4 separate regions of the Mus musculus genome follow, and all the other regions are linked to region 4. A link is a contact called in public Hi-C, HiChIP or PLAC-seq and Micro-C data. All regions are on one chromosome and are shown on one strand. Each heading gives the region's core, a stretch centred on a gene start, on an enhancer-like site or on the middle of the called end of the contact. The rest is flanking DNA. Distances are from core to core; before and after follow the strand shown. Region 1 holds the start of Glb1 (galactosidase, beta 1). Region 2 holds the start of Cmtm7 (CKLF-like MARVEL transmembrane domain containing 7). Region 3 overlaps Glb1 (galactosidase, beta 1). Region 4 holds the start of Trim71 (tripartite motif-containing 71).

Region 1 (3,412 bases), core at 870-3,369, 160 kb after region 4:
GCCCAAAACGGAGAGACATATCTTCATACAAGTGTATTGCTTGTTAATGTGCAATCGGTTTGGCAGGAGGGGACTGGAGAGATGGCTTATCAGCTAAAAATATGGACTGTTCTTTCAGAGGTCCTGAGTTTAATTCCCAGCACCCACATGGTGGCTCACAACCATCTGTAATGGGACCCAATGTCCTCTTCTGGTGTGTCTGAAGATAGCTACAGTATAGTCACATAGAAAAATAAATAAATCTAACAACAACAACAACAGAAGGAGGAGGGAGAGGAGGAGGAGGTGGAGGCAGGAGAATCTCTGACTTCCAGGCCAGCCTGCTCTACAGAGTGAGTTCCAGGACAACCAGGGCTACAAAGAGAAACCCTGTCTTGAAAAAGGAAAAAAAAACAAAACCAACTCCCCCCCCAAAACTAAACAACCCCACACACACATTTTATTTTTTTTTGTTTTGTTCTGTTTTGTTTTTAGAGACAGGGTTTCTCTGTGTAGCCCTAGCTGTCCTGGAACTCACTCTGTAGACCAGGCTGGCCTCGAACTCAGAAATCTGCCTGCCTCTGCCTCCCGAGTGCTGGGATTAAAGGTGTGTACCACCACCACCCGGCTTTAATTTTTAATCTAGGTCTGAAGTTTGAGAGTTAACGTTGCAGATGCAAACAAACAAAAATAACTGAAAGCCAGTTGGCTGGAATTTCTTGGCTCTAATCTAACTGCTCAAGAGGGATAGCTACATAATTAAGAATTCCCGCGGAGATCACAAAGCAGCGTCTCAGGGTTCGGCTCTCACAGGGCACCTCAATTTCTTGCCTGGTGACTTACATCAGACTGGTGACACCTCCATAAATCCTTATCTCTTCCTGCCCATCCTGACACTCCAGATATATGGGTTCCTTTCCCCTACCTGTTGGAGCCTCTGCCCACTGGTTCTCAAGACCTCAAGCTCTGACGGAGCAGCCGGCACTAAATTTTCGTTCTCCTTAATCGAAAGCATTTTCAGCAACTGTTTTCCAGAAACTTAAACAAGTTTCAACTCTGGTTTTAGATAAACGTGTGCCATTTCCAAGAGTGTAATTTTTACAAGTCTACAAGGTTCAAAGTCTACTACCAAGTACTTGAACTTACCCGACTCAGTCCATCTGGAGGGCCCCAAGGTGACTCGCTCAAAGTGCAAATGAGTAGGAGCCCCGTTCCACCACGCCCTGTCCCCTTCGCAGGTTCGGTGCAGACCTCCCCAGGTGCGTGTCCCACGCGCCTCAGCCACTGCCCTGCCACCCAGACCTCGCCTGTAGCACTTGGCCTCTTCCCACCCTCCTCCCGCACCGCCAAACCCTAAAAGAAGAAAAAGGCTTCCAACAAACAAGGCGATGCACACCTCAAACTAAAAGCAGCCAGCAGGTGGCTAGCGAGAAACATGAACAGTATGTTTGAAAAGGGAGAAGTCTCTGAAAGCGAATATTCCTGTGACCCCACTGCAGGAGCCACTCCTGACCCCATTTTTTCTCCTTCCGGAGCGTTCCATGAAGCCCGAACTCCGCAAGGATCGCGCCCCACGCCACTGCCCGCGGAGCCCTCTAGCAGCCCCGCGCAGCCTGGACCCCTCTCCCCAGAAACCGAAGCTGGAAAGACTCAGGCGCACCTCAGCTAGCCCCCGACCGCGCTGCACAAACCGGGAAGCAGGTCCGTGCACACGGGACCGCCGCAGCGGAACCCACGCGCGCCAGCAACCAGGAAGGACGCGCGCCCCGCCCGTCCGGCCCGCCTCCTACGGGAGGCCCGACCACTGCCTGCGCCTCGGCGGCCTGCCTGCTCTGAGCGGGTGATCGAGGGTAACCCGGATCCCGACTTTGCAGAGCCGCGGCTTTCCTCGGCCTCTGCCCGCTTCCCAGCGGCGGAGCGTCCCCGCGCGGTGGCACCGGAGACTTACATAGATGCCGTGCGCAGCGCCCAGCAGTTGCAGCAGTGCCAGGAGCGGGAGCGGCGTACACAGGGGGACCCGGAGCATGATCGCGCCACGATGGGGTCTCTCCGTTAGGCAGTGGGCGCTCTGGCCAGCCGCTGCACCTCCGGGGGTTGTTGAGGACCCTATGCCAGGACCCGCCCCCAGCTCCGCCCCGCCCCGAGGCTCTGTGCTGCGAGTGGAGGTCCAGCCTCTGTAGGCCACGTGACTCAGAAGCAGCTGTGGTCTATGCATCTCCCACAACTGTGTTTCCTTCCGGAATGGCGGCACCCCTGAATGAGCAATGATGAAGTTCAGGGGCTGGCCATTCACAGGGGCCTTCAGCCTGTCCCGGCTGCCAGAAAAGAACTGAGCAGGGAAGAGGAAACCAGCCAGTCAGTCCTCAGTGCTCTGGCCTTAGAAGCCTAGCCCCTAAAACTCTCCCTAGCACGTGGTCTAACATTCACAAGGTGTGGTCCACAGGCCAACGAGACTTAAACATGGAAATGCAGACTCTGGGCCCCAGCCCAGAAACCCTGAAGTCCTAGACCCGGACCCAGCTCCGAGGTTCAGTGAAAGCAAAGGTGAAGAAGCACTGTAGTAGGTTACAGAGGAATTCTAAGTGTGACTCAGCTATGGCCAAGTTATTTTGAAGTGCCCTGATTTTTAATGAGAACAGTAGCCCTTCCCTCTGGCAACTTCTGATCTTCCGCCTACTGCCTCCTGAATGCTGGAAGTATAGCCATGGGTCATCACCTCTGCTTTAGTTGACGTTGACTTAAATATACATGAGATTTTCCCAGCTTTAATGAGTTGTAGTCAATAACAATATTCATTTATTTTAGGCATTATCTCATTTATTTATTTATTTATTTATTTCACTTACTTTTTGCAATGCTATCGGTGAGTCTCAGGTCCTCATTAATTCTAGGCAAGTACTCTACTATTGGGCCACACCCCTAAATCCCCTTTTTCTTTCTTTCTTTCTTTCTTCCTTTCTTTCTTTCTTTCTTTCTTTCTTTCTTTCTTTCTTTCTTTCTTTCTTTCTTTCTTTCCTTCTCTCTCTCTCTCTCTCCTTCTTTCTTTCTGTTTGTTTTTCTGAGGCAGCTTCTCACTGTGTATCTTTTTTTTTTCTGGATTTTTGAGACAGGGTTTCTCTGTGTAGCTCTGGCTGTCCTGGAACTCACTTTGTAGACCAGGCTGGCCTCAAACTCAGAAATCCGCCTGCCTCTGCCTCCCAAGTGCTGGGATTAAAGGCGTGCGCCACCACGCCCGGCCTCACTGTGTATCTTTAGCTGGCCTGGAACTCTAGAAGATAGCCTGAAGACTGGGCTGGTAGTTGTTTTTAGTGATAGAGGGTTTGGGGTGGGGATACGGGTGGGGCACGACGATGTGAGAGGGAGGCGGGAGTGAGTACTCTCAGAACCTGCACAGCGCAGCACTCCTACAGTGAGATGGGCGAATCCTGAACTC
Region 2 (3,137 bases), core at 478-2,977, 220 kb before region 4:
GCCAGGGATACTTAGTGAGACCGTGTCTCAAAGGCAAGTACACAAAAAGTGACCTGTAAGCAGGACACTGTCATGGGCAGGGAAGGTTTGATACATCTGATACGGTTGATGCTGTAAGCTGGGACCTATGCAAAGGTAGGTACTTAGAATACATGAGAGAAGAGGAGACTGTGGGGTTTTTGGCGTTATAAGGGGTAACCATTTTGGCTGAGCATATTAGCAAAATGTATAGTCTGATCTCTGGCCATTTTAACTTTTGATGAGGCTTCAATCTTGTTGACTATCAAAACAAAAAAGTCTTCCTTGGACTGGAGAGATGACTCATTGAATGATTAAGAGCACCAGCTGCTCTTCCAGAGAACCCAAGTTCAATTCCCAGCCTGCACATGGCAACTTAAAACTGTAACTCCAGCTTTGTAATTTCTTCTGGCTTCTGCAGGCACCCGGCACACACATGGCGCACAGAGCTAGATGTGGGCAGAACACCCATACACATAAAATAAATTCACTAAGTTAAAAAAAAAATCAAAGAATCTATTTAAAAAAAAAAGTCTTAGGCAGTAGTGGCACACGCTTTTAACCCCAGTACTGGGGAGGCAGAGGCAGACAGATCTCTGAGTTTGAGGCCAGCCTGGATTCCAGAGTGAGTTCCAGGACAGCCAGTAATATACAGAGAAACCCTGCGTGTGGGCAGGGAGCATAAATTAGGACTAACCTGGTGTTGTTTGACTTCTAACACTGAGACAAACAAACTTCTATTCACCCCAGGTCCAATAACAGACCAGGAAAAGAAAAGTAAACATTCCATCATGAGACAAAAGAATCTCTCCTCTTTTCTTAGGCTGCTTTTATCAGACATTTTCTATGTCCTGAGATAGACGAATCTCTCTTCACCGAAGAGTAAGGTAGACAGAGTGACAGAGCAGGACACTAGACATCCTCCACTGGCCTCTGTATACACACACACACACACACACACACACACACACACACATACATACTTAAAAAGATGTACTGCGATGCTGAGAGTGGTGTCCTGATTAGCTTTAACTGTCGACTTTGACAGTGCCTAGAGTCACCTCGGTTGGGTATGGTATCATTCCAGCACCCGGGAAGCAGAGGCAAGGAGAATACCTGCGAGTTTGAGGCTAGCTGGGTTTATACAGGAGTTCCAGGTTAGCCAGTGGTACACACTGAGAGCCTGGCTTGTTTGTTTGTTTTGTTTGTTTTTGAGGCAGGATCTCTCTGTGTAGTCCTGGCTGTCCTGGGGCTCACTATGTAGACTAGGTTGACCTCGAACTCACAGAGATCCTCCTGCCTCTGCCTTCCTAGTGCTGGAATTAAAAATAAGTGCTACCCAACTCTGGCAAGAGAGAGTATGTTTTTAGAAAGAAAGAAAAAAAGGCAAAAATAACAACAACAAAAAAAAATAATAAGAAAGAAAGCAGAATGGTGGGAGGGTGGGGGAGGAAGGTCCTGAGGCGATGGACCTGTTTTTATTGCTGTAGGTGATGGTGGCACAGGTGCGTGCCCCGTGCACACACACAGAAGCAGAAATGAACAGCGCAGCACGGTATGCTCAGGGCATTTCCCCCTACTCGTGTCAGTACCTAGTAGCAGCCGCACCCACACAAAAAATCCCTGGAGGCTCATCACCAGCTGTGACCTGGGCGGTGCGCTCCTGGGAGAGGCCAGGGCCCCAGGCGTCCGGTTTCCTGCCCACGCCAGTCCAACTTCCGCGTGTCTAGAGGGCAGGGGCTTGCGGGGCATCTGCTCCCGAGTCCTCTCCGGGTCCGGCCGCAGCTGGGAAGAGGGAGCCGTGCGCCCCGCCCCTGAGGCTCCGCCCCGTCCCGTCCCAGCTTCACCGGCCAGAGGTCCCCGGGCCTCGGAGGCGGCCAGCCCGGGCTGGGTCGCGCGATGTCTCATGGATCGGGGCTCGTCCGGACCACGTGCAGCAGCGGCGGCGCGCTGGGGCCAGGCCAGCCCTCGGAGGGACTGCTGGACCGGGTGTACCCGCTCACCCACGGCGCCCTGTTCAAAGTGGCGCAGATGGTAAGAAGAGTGGAGTGGAACCTGGGGACCCGTACACGGGGCTGCACCTGGCCCGGACCTTGGGAGCACCGCGCGCCCCTTTGATGCCCCAGTGTCCCCCTAGAAAGTTCCGGGAACAGCCGACAGGATCCCTGGCCCCCTCACTTCTCCAGCTGCCTCCCTACCGGGCCCAGCTCACTTCCCCACCGAAACCCGGGGTGCGAGTTCCTCCTCGTCTTCCTTCCTCTTCTCCAGGCCGCACGTCTCGCACCCGGGCTGGGGGAGGGAGAGTCTCCTGCTATCCCCTGCCATCTCCAGGCCGCGCACGGGCTCCCGCCCGAGAGGGTAGAGCTCGGCGACAAGAGGGCTCGGCTTGACTTTCGAATCTCTGCTGGGGATCGGGAGAAGCGCCGCCTTTCAGACCATCGCCAGGTCCCCTGCGCCCTGTCAGCCTTCCGAGGCGCCTCAGAAGGCAGAACTAGTTAACTAGGTTAACTAGGCAGGCTTGTGGCTAGGGGGCTTCTGGTGCTCGCTTGGAGCCAGGCAGGGCAAGGCGAGCAGCCGGCTGTTACTGTGACCAGAGCTGCACAAAAGCTTCTGGCCCGACCAGAAGTTTACCAGGCCTGATCCTGTTCGCTCTCTACCCACCCTTCTTTTTTCCCTCCCGTTTTTGTTTTTCAACCTCTGTGCAAATGTCTCGTCTACAATACCTTTTCTGTTTGTGTGGTGTGTTTTGAAACTGGGCTGGGCCGTTTGAATTCCCTACTTATCATGGGTGGAGAGGGGAGTGGTGGTTTGTAGAAAGCTGCGGAGAGATGTAGGGACCCCAGTGCAAGGTCACAGACCCGGAAGCTGGGACCTGCCAGCGAAGCTGGAGCAGCCTCCCCCCTCCCCGACCCCCCCCCCCCGGGGCTGGTACAGGGCCAGAGCTTTGTGCCTTCCATAACCGTTATTTTGGATGCCTAGAGTGTAGAAAGGTGGGAGGAAGACGTTCCGCCTCTCCTGAGAAGGGTGCCTAAATGGACCAAGATTGGGACACAGGCAGTTTTAATACGGAACTAAAAAGGTCTGGTGCTAAGCAGTCTTGGATTTGAGTGGATGGTGTG
Region 3 (3,491 bases), core at 986-3,485, 140 kb after region 4:
ATGTGGCAGCACGAGGAGCCAGAGAGATGGCACAGTGGTCAAGAACACCAGCTGCTCTTCCAGAGGACCTGGGTTCAATTCCCAGCACCCACGTAGGGCAGCCGACAACTCCAGCTCCAGGGGAACCAGCCCCCTCTTCTGGCCTTCACCTGCAACTGTACTCACATGTACAGACAACCAGACACACAAGTCCATACACAATTAACAACATAAATAGGGTGGGGCTGGAGAGATGGTTCAGTGGTCAAGAGTACTGGCTCCTTTTCCAGAGGACCCGGGATCTACTTGCAGCAACCACAAGATGGCTCCCAAACACCTTGTAGCTTGTTCCAGCAGATCTAATACCTTCAGAACTCTGCCATTTCCTGAAGCCACATGGCACACATAAGCTTAGACAAACACACACACACAAACATACATATAAAATTTAAAAAAATGATGACAAGAGAGATGTCTCAGTGGTTGAGAGCACTTGTTGCTCTTGCAGAGGACCTAGATTCAGTTCTCAGCACCCACATGGCAACTGACAATATTCATCATACCAGTTCCAGGGGGACCAATGACCTCTGCTGACCTCCATAGGCCCCAGGCACACATGTGGTGCACGCACATACACGCTGACAAAACACTTGTTCTCATAAAATAAAATAAGCAATTTAAATGTTTTATTTTGTTTGGTTTGGTTTGGTTTTTTGAGACAGGGTTTCTCTGTGTAGCCCTGGCTGTCCTGGAACTCACTCTGTAGACCAGGCTGGCCTCGAACTCAGAAATCTGCCTCCCAAGTGCTAGGATTAAAGGTGTGCACCACCACTGCCCAGCTTAAATTTTTTTAAATAAAACAATTAAAAAAAGTAAAGTTGCAGTACTCAGGAGGCAGAGGCAGGCGGATTTCTGAGTTCGAGGCCAGCCTGGTCTACAGAGTGAGTTCCAGGACAGCCAGGGCTACACAGAGAAACCCTGTCTCAAAAACCAAAACCAAAAAAAAAAAAAAAAAGTAAAGTTGATTGTTTTTCTAGTTCAAATCCTGTCCTGGAATTTTTTGGGTTCAGTGGTAGCTAAGAACATAAAATGTACGTAATTCTGGGCAAGGGTCCTGGGCTGTGGGTGTAGCTCGGCTGGTAGACTGACTGTGTGCTCAAGGTCTTAGGTCTGATCCTCAGCACCACATACGACAGGTGTGTGGTGCAGCCTGTCATGTCGACACTGTAGAGGTAAGACAGAAGGAGCAAAAGCTCCAAGTTATCCTCAGGTACGGAGTTCGCTATCAGCCTGAGATACATGAGACGCAAACTGAAGGGGAGAGAGAGAGAGAGAGAGAGAGAGAGAGAGAGAGAGAGAGAGAGACAGAGAGAGACAGAGAGAGACAGAGAGAGAGAGAGAGAGACAGAGACAGAGACAGAGAAGGACAGAGAGACAGAGACAGGAAGAGGAATAGAGACAGAGAAGGACAGAGAGACAGAGACAGGAAGAGGAATAGAGACAGAGAAGGACAGAGAGACAAGAGACAGATAGACAGGGGGCCGGGGGAAGAGAAGAGAAAGAAGACAGGCTAACCCTTTCCCCAGAGTCAGTTACAAGAAAAGTGTCATTTTCAGTACTGCAGCCAGGTGTCAGTTGTCATTTACATAACGCTGATGGACGGTTGCACCCCCGTCTCTCCCTCCTTCCACACACAGCTCAGCTCCAGGTACCTGCACGGTTATGATCGGTCCTCCGTTCTGGTAGAGCAGGGGCTTCATCTTGGGCAGAAGGACTGCCAGCCATTTATCCACAGCTACAAGGTAGTCTGCAAAACAGGATGGTGTGGCAACTGTCGCAAGCCTTTGTCAACTAGCTTGTCATATGGTTAGTGTGTGTGTGTGTGTGTGTGTGTGTGTGTGTGCAAGTGTATATGGGAGTACATGAGCACAAGTCCCACAGTGGGTTCCAGGGCTCAAATTCAAGTCAGCTGAGCTAGGCAGCCTCATCCTTTTAAAGCCAGGAGACTCCGCCACAGCCTGTCCCAGGATACACTGCCCTCAGTTATCTTCTAAAACGAGGCAGCCACAGTCTGCTGAACACAGTTCTTTAAGCTAGTTGTCCTGACATCTGCGTACTCCTGGCAACTTACCCTGCTATGGGGCTTAGAGTTAGAAGCAGAGGCAGCCAGGCCCTGTGGGATAGGCACAGAGAGGTGCTGAATACTGCGTCCTCCTCCCAAACACAGCAGGGCCTTTTTTCCTTCTAAATTAAGTTAGCTGGGTAAAGGATGTGGCTCAGTTGGTAGCGTGCCTACCTAGCGTGCACCAGGCCCTGGTGTTTGATCCCCAGCGCTAGGCGTGAAAGCACACACCTGTAATCCCCGCACTTGTGGAGGCAGGAGGATCAGAACGTCAGCATTACCTACAGCAATATAAAGTGTAAAGTGGAATTCCCAGCACCCACATGGTGCCTCATAACTGTGTTTAACTCCAGTTCCAGGGCATCCAACACCCTCTTCTGAATTCTGTGGGCATCAAGCAAGCATGCATGTGATGTAAGTGACATGCATTATAGTCATTAACAAGGCATGGAGGTGTGTGTGCTCCCCGTGCTGGAGGGGGGGGCAGAGGCAGGAGTATGCTCCCAGTGCCGGGGGCGGGGGGGCGGCAGAGGCAGGAGATCTTTGAGGTCATGGCTAGCCTGATCTAAATAGAGAGTCCCAGAACATCCAGGGCTACACAGAGAAACCTTATCTCCAAAACAAAACAAATAACTTAAAGGTGGAAGGCTAGAATCACCCTTGATCTGTAGCTGAGAAAGACCTTGAAACCTTGATCCTCCTGCCTCCACTTTCCAAGTGTGAAGATTACAGGTGTGTGTCTCCCACACCAAAGTAACATCTAATAAACCATTTGTTTACAACCTCAAAGGAGACTGACAAAAACAGGTGCTTCATACAGTTATCAGGAGATATGGCTCAGGGGTTAGGAGCACTGGCTGCTCTTCCAGAGGACCTGGGTTCAATTCCCAGCACCCACATGGCAGCTTACAACTGTCTGCAACTCCAGTTCCAGGGGACCTGTCACACTCATACAGACATTCAAGCAAGCAAAACATCCAATGCACATAAAAATAAATAAGTTTTTTTTTTTTTAATGGTTAGGAAGATTCAGGAGACAACACATGTGAAAACAGCAGTAATAAGGTAAGAGTGCAGGCCCACATGCAGGCAGGCCCACATGCAGGCAGACACATGCACACAAAAATAAATAAGTTTTTTTTTTTTTTAATGGTTAGGAAGATTCAGGAGACAACACATGTGAAAACAGCAGTAATAAGGTAAGAGTGCAGGCCCACATGCAGGCAGGCCCACATGCAGGCAGACACATGCACACACTCATGTACACACACTCATGTGCACACACTCAAACACACAGGCACACAACACACACTCACACATGCACACACAAACACATGAGCACACACGGGCACACTCACACAAATGCACGAACGCACGCACACATTTGTGA
Region 4 (3,403 bases), core at 313-2,812:
AGAAAGGAGAGTTCCTTCTGGTCCTCATTTTTATATTATAAAGTCTCCCATCTTTGTTTAGGGGAGCTCTGTTCAGTTTTGGAGGGCCCATAGTTAATTTTCACTTCCACATCCCAGGAGTAGAAGGTCACAAAGGGATCTTCGATGTTGTTTGGACAGTGGAGCTCTGGAAAGCAGAGGGGTCTCTGGTCTTCCCATGATGCTGTAGGTCACTTGTGGGGGGTGGGGGTGGGGGAGAGGAGTGTGTGTGTGTGTGGCTTGTCCCTGAAGTATCTGAGCCCCAAGGGATTTGCCTCTTCAGCAGCCTGTCCAGAATGGATTCATGTTTCTAGAATGATCTTTTCTGTTGTTGTTTTTTTTTTTTTTCCCCATGAATAAAAGGCAGTATCTAGAATTGCATCCTATCCGTATCATTACGATCCAGGAATGGTTACTTAGATTGGAAGCTACATTCTCTTCTAGGCTTTCATAATCATACACACACACACACACACACTCACACACACACACACACACACACACACACACACACACACACACACACACAGTGTGTCTATGTGGGGGTATGTGCACATGAAGCAAGAAGTTCAGAGCCACCCAAAGTGGGGTTCTGAGAATTGAACTCTCCTCTTGATGGACTGCAGAGCTAACCTTTCCAGTTCTTTCATCACTTTCTTGAGAGGTTTCATGTAGCCCAGATCTTGAACGTGTGAGGGTCCAGCGTGCAGTCTTTTTCCTTTCAAAGTATAATCTACAGAGTGAAATTTTATACACAGCTTGATGGCATTTGTTTATGTATTTTACTCGCGAGTTAATTTGACAGAGGGTCTCACAGTGTAGTTCTGCCCTAGCCTCTTGCTTGCTGAATTATAATGGGTACACCACCACACCCATCTTAAGTAGCATTAAAAAAAAAAAGTTCTGAGAGCAGCCTTTCCAAGTCTTTCTTCTGAGAGCCTTAAAGTTTCACCCTCAGAACCGCCTGGGGCACCACCCAGATGGCCGCGGGGCCCGTCAGTGGGTCGCCTTCTCTTAACAGCTGCCTGGGCTCCCATTAAAACTGAGAGCAACCAGCCCCTTGGACGTCCAGAATTCAGAGTCGTTTAGTTCCATGCATCCAACTGCACAACTGTGCGATGCTTGAGGTCGGTCTCAGCTTTGTAGAGTCCTAGAGAAATGTAAAGGAAAAGGAAGAGAAAAAAAAGGGGGTGATGGTGGTGTTGGGGGTGGGGGGACCTAGCTCTCCGGGGCAGTGGCCATCAGCTTCCAAGAGGCAAAGATTCAGAATGAAGTCTTTTTTTCTTTCTTTCTTTCTTTTTTTTTTTTTTAATAAACGGAAGAGTCGCTCTGCGTTCCTCGCCCAGGAGGTTCCAAAGGTCGTCACACTGAGGCCTGGGGGCGATCGTCTCCCCCGCGGCCGGAGCGGGGGAGGAGGGTGGTGGGAGGAGGGGAGGCGTACACAAAAGCCGGCCGGGCCAAGAGGGCTAATGTTTCCTGTTTGCCTGGAACCCCCTCCCCGGCCTCCCCTCCCCCACCCCTCCCAGCACTCGGGCGGAAGTGAGTTTGCTCCTTTGGAGATTAAAAGGATTCCGAATTCCGATCAGTCCCAATAACCCGCGTTCTGAGAGGCGGCAAAGCGGAGAAAGAAGGGGGACACGCGCACGCACACAGCCCCTCGTTCGGGGGAGTCGTGCAAAATAAAGCCCAAAGCAACCCAGGACACCAGGGCATCGGGAGAGCCTGAGCCCGGTAGGCGCAGCGCAGCCGGGGCCACCCGCATCCCCGCTCGGCGAATCGTTCGTAGGAGGATGACGCAGGCGGGAGCCGCGGGCGGCGTTGGCCACGCGGCTCCCGAAGTGGCCGCGCGGGTCCCTCGCGTACTCCTCTGATTCGAGCAAGCCCGGGAGGGAGACTCGGTTCCCGAGGCTCCGGGATTGAAGGGGGGACCCAAGCGAGGGTGAAATGGCCCGATGACAAAGGAAATGTGATCCTCCTTCGCTGCCCAGGTTTCGGAGAGGACGGCCGTGAGGAGGAGGGGCGCGCGGCTCGCGCGGAACGCGGATAGCATTGCACGACGGCCCCGCGCGGAGCGGGCGGCCCGTACATCCAATATCTTCCCGCCGATGAATAATTCAGGGCGGCCCGCGGGGACCTGCGGCCCCGCGCCGCGGAGCGCCTGAGGCCGGAGAAGGGTCGGAGCGCGCGCTAGAGAGCGAGCCAGGAGGCCGGAGGACACGCGGGCGCCGGGCCGCGTGGGGCGCGCGCGCGTGTGAGCGCATAGAGACCGCGGCCCGGCAGGGCTGCGCACGGGCGCGGAGCGTGTGGGGCGCGCGTGCGTACTTGGCACGCGTGCTTCCGCGGGCCGGGGGCCCCCGCACGAGGCGCAGCTGCGCGCCCGAGCCGACCGCGCCGCGGGGGAGGCTGCGCCTCGGCCGCCACGCAGGAGCTCCTGCCGCCGCGTCATGCGGCGGGGCGGCCGGCGGCGCGCGCGGGGACTTGGACTGCTGCGACTCCCGGACGTTTTCCCCTCCCTCCAGGAGGCTCAATTCATTTAGCCGGAGGGCAAGGAAAAAAAAAAAACAACACAAGCAAGACTCGTTGGGACCAAATTGGTTTGCGCCGCGGGGACCGGATTCCACGGCGGACTTTGAGACTTGTGCGGGCGCTCGTTTGCTGAGGAGTAGCAGTGCAAACCCGCCCTGCCGAGGTGGCCCAGGGGTCGCCTCCACCGCGTCCTCGATGCGCTCTGCTGAGTGAGCCGCGCGCCCTCATCCTCCTCGCCGCGCGCCCTCTGCCCTCCAGCCCGCCTGCAAATGGCTTCGTTCCCGGAGACCGACTTCCAGATCTGCCTGCTGTGCAAGGAGATGTGCGGCTCGCCCGCGCCGCTCTCCTCCAACTCGTCCGCCTCGTCGTCGTCCTCGCAGACTTCCACGTCGTCGGCGGGCGGCGGCGGCCCCGGGGCGGCGGCGCGGCGTCTTCACGTCTTGCCCTGCCTGCACGCCTTCTGCCGGCCGTGCCTCGAGGCGCACCGGCTGCCCGCTCCCGGAGGCGCGGGCCCCGCCGAGGCGCTGAAGCTGCGCTGCCCCGTATGTGACCAGAAGGTGGTCCTGGCCGAGGCGGCGGGCATGGACGCGCTGCCATCCTCCGCCTTCCTGCTCAGCAACCTGCTGGACGCCGTGGTGGCCACCGCCGAAGAGCCGCCGCCCAAGAACGGGCGCGCGGGCGGCGGCCCCGGGGGCGCGGGCGGCCACAGCAACCACCGGCACCATGCGCACCACCCGGCCCAGCGCGCCGCCGCTCCAGCGCCGCAGCCGCCGCCCGGCCCGGCCGCCTCCCCCGGGTCGCTGCTGATGCGCCGGCCGCACGGCTGCAGCTCCTGCGACGAGGGCAACGCCGCCTCGTC

Evidence for each region. Hi-C and Micro-C count contacts between places; a contact is called where the count stands out from the background. HiChIP or PLAC-seq counts read pairs in DNA pulled down with a chosen protein or histone mark.
Region 1: a contact with region 4 is called in an H3K4me3 HiChIP or PLAC-seq map of embryonic stem cells, with 24 read pairs. The contact joins the promoter of Glb1 here to the promoter of Trim71 in region 4. A contact is called at or near these places in 13 of 39 promoter capture datasets (the 3T3-L1 cell line, 3T3-L1-derived adipocytes, the HPC-7 cell line and 8 more), 1 of 15 datasets of contacts at CTCF or cohesin (CD8 T cells), 16 of 484 Hi-C or Micro-C datasets (the AML12 cell line, differentiating embryonic stem cells, embryonic somatosensory cortex and 5 more), 17 of 115 datasets of contacts at active chromatin or transcription factors (the NIH/3T3 cell line, T-cell acute lymphoblastic leukemia, bone marrow-derived macrophages and 9 more) and 3 of 9 other capture datasets (adipose tissue, liver and pancreatic islet).
Region 2: a Micro-C map of embryonic stem cells shows a contact between it and region 4, with 2.2 times the contacts expected there. The contact joins the promoter of Cmtm7 here to the promoter of Trim71 in region 4. A contact is called at or near these places in 1 of 484 Hi-C or Micro-C datasets (embryonic stem cells), 2 of 115 datasets of contacts at active chromatin or transcription factors (both in embryonic stem cells) and 1 of 9 other capture datasets (pancreatic islet).
Region 3: a Hi-C map of double positive thymocytes shows a contact between it and region 4, with 2.2 times the contacts expected there. The contact joins the enhancer-like site here to the promoter of Trim71 in region 4. A contact is called at or near these places in 12 of 39 promoter capture datasets (the 3T3-L1 cell line, 3T3-L1-derived adipocytes, the HPC-7 cell line and 8 more), 1 of 15 datasets of contacts at CTCF or cohesin (CD8 T cells), 29 of 484 Hi-C or Micro-C datasets (the AML12 cell line, B cells, CD4 single positive thymocytes and 23 more), 20 of 115 datasets of contacts at active chromatin or transcription factors (CD8 T cells, the HPC-7 cell line, the NIH/3T3 cell line and 13 more) and 3 of 9 other capture datasets (adipose tissue, liver and pancreatic islet).

Annotation. Positions count from the first base shown.
Region 1 is chr9:114,399,785-114,403,196 of GRCm38.p6, reverse strand. It overlaps Glb1 (galactosidase, beta 1), which reads right to left and starts at 2,119. Exons shown (of 16, transcript NM_009752.2): 1 at 1,928-2,119. The coding sequence starts at 2,005. Tmppe (transmembrane protein with metallophosphoesterase domain) reads right to left here and starts at 2,102. Exons shown (of 2, transcript NM_001200002.1): 1 at 1,928-2,102.
Region 2 is chr9:114,780,583-114,783,719 of GRCm38.p6, reverse strand. Cmtm7 (CKLF-like MARVEL transmembrane domain containing 7) reads left to right here and starts at 1,727. Exons shown (of 5, transcript NM_133978.2): 1 at 1,727-2,052. The coding sequence starts at 1,918. Gm9888 (a long non-coding RNA gene) reads right to left here. Exons shown (of 3, transcript XR_003948087.1): 3 at 2,048-2,422.
Region 3 is chr9:114,422,240-114,425,730 of GRCm38.p6, reverse strand. It overlaps Glb1 (galactosidase, beta 1), which reads right to left. Exons shown (of 16, transcript NM_009752.2): 5 at 1,692-1,786. Among named protein-coding and RNA genes, the nearest start is that of Tmppe, 23 kb to the right of the region's middle. Within about 2 kb of position 2,235, at least 7 of the 459 cell types and tissues checked have an H3K27ac peak or open chromatin away from gene starts, as enhancers often do. A contact at or near this core is called in double positive thymocytes, where this site is marked.
Region 4 is chr9:114,562,528-114,565,930 of GRCm38.p6, reverse strand. Trim71 (tripartite motif-containing 71) reads left to right here and starts at 1,562. Exons shown (of 4, transcript NM_001042503.2): 1 at 1,562-3,403. The coding sequence starts at 2,814.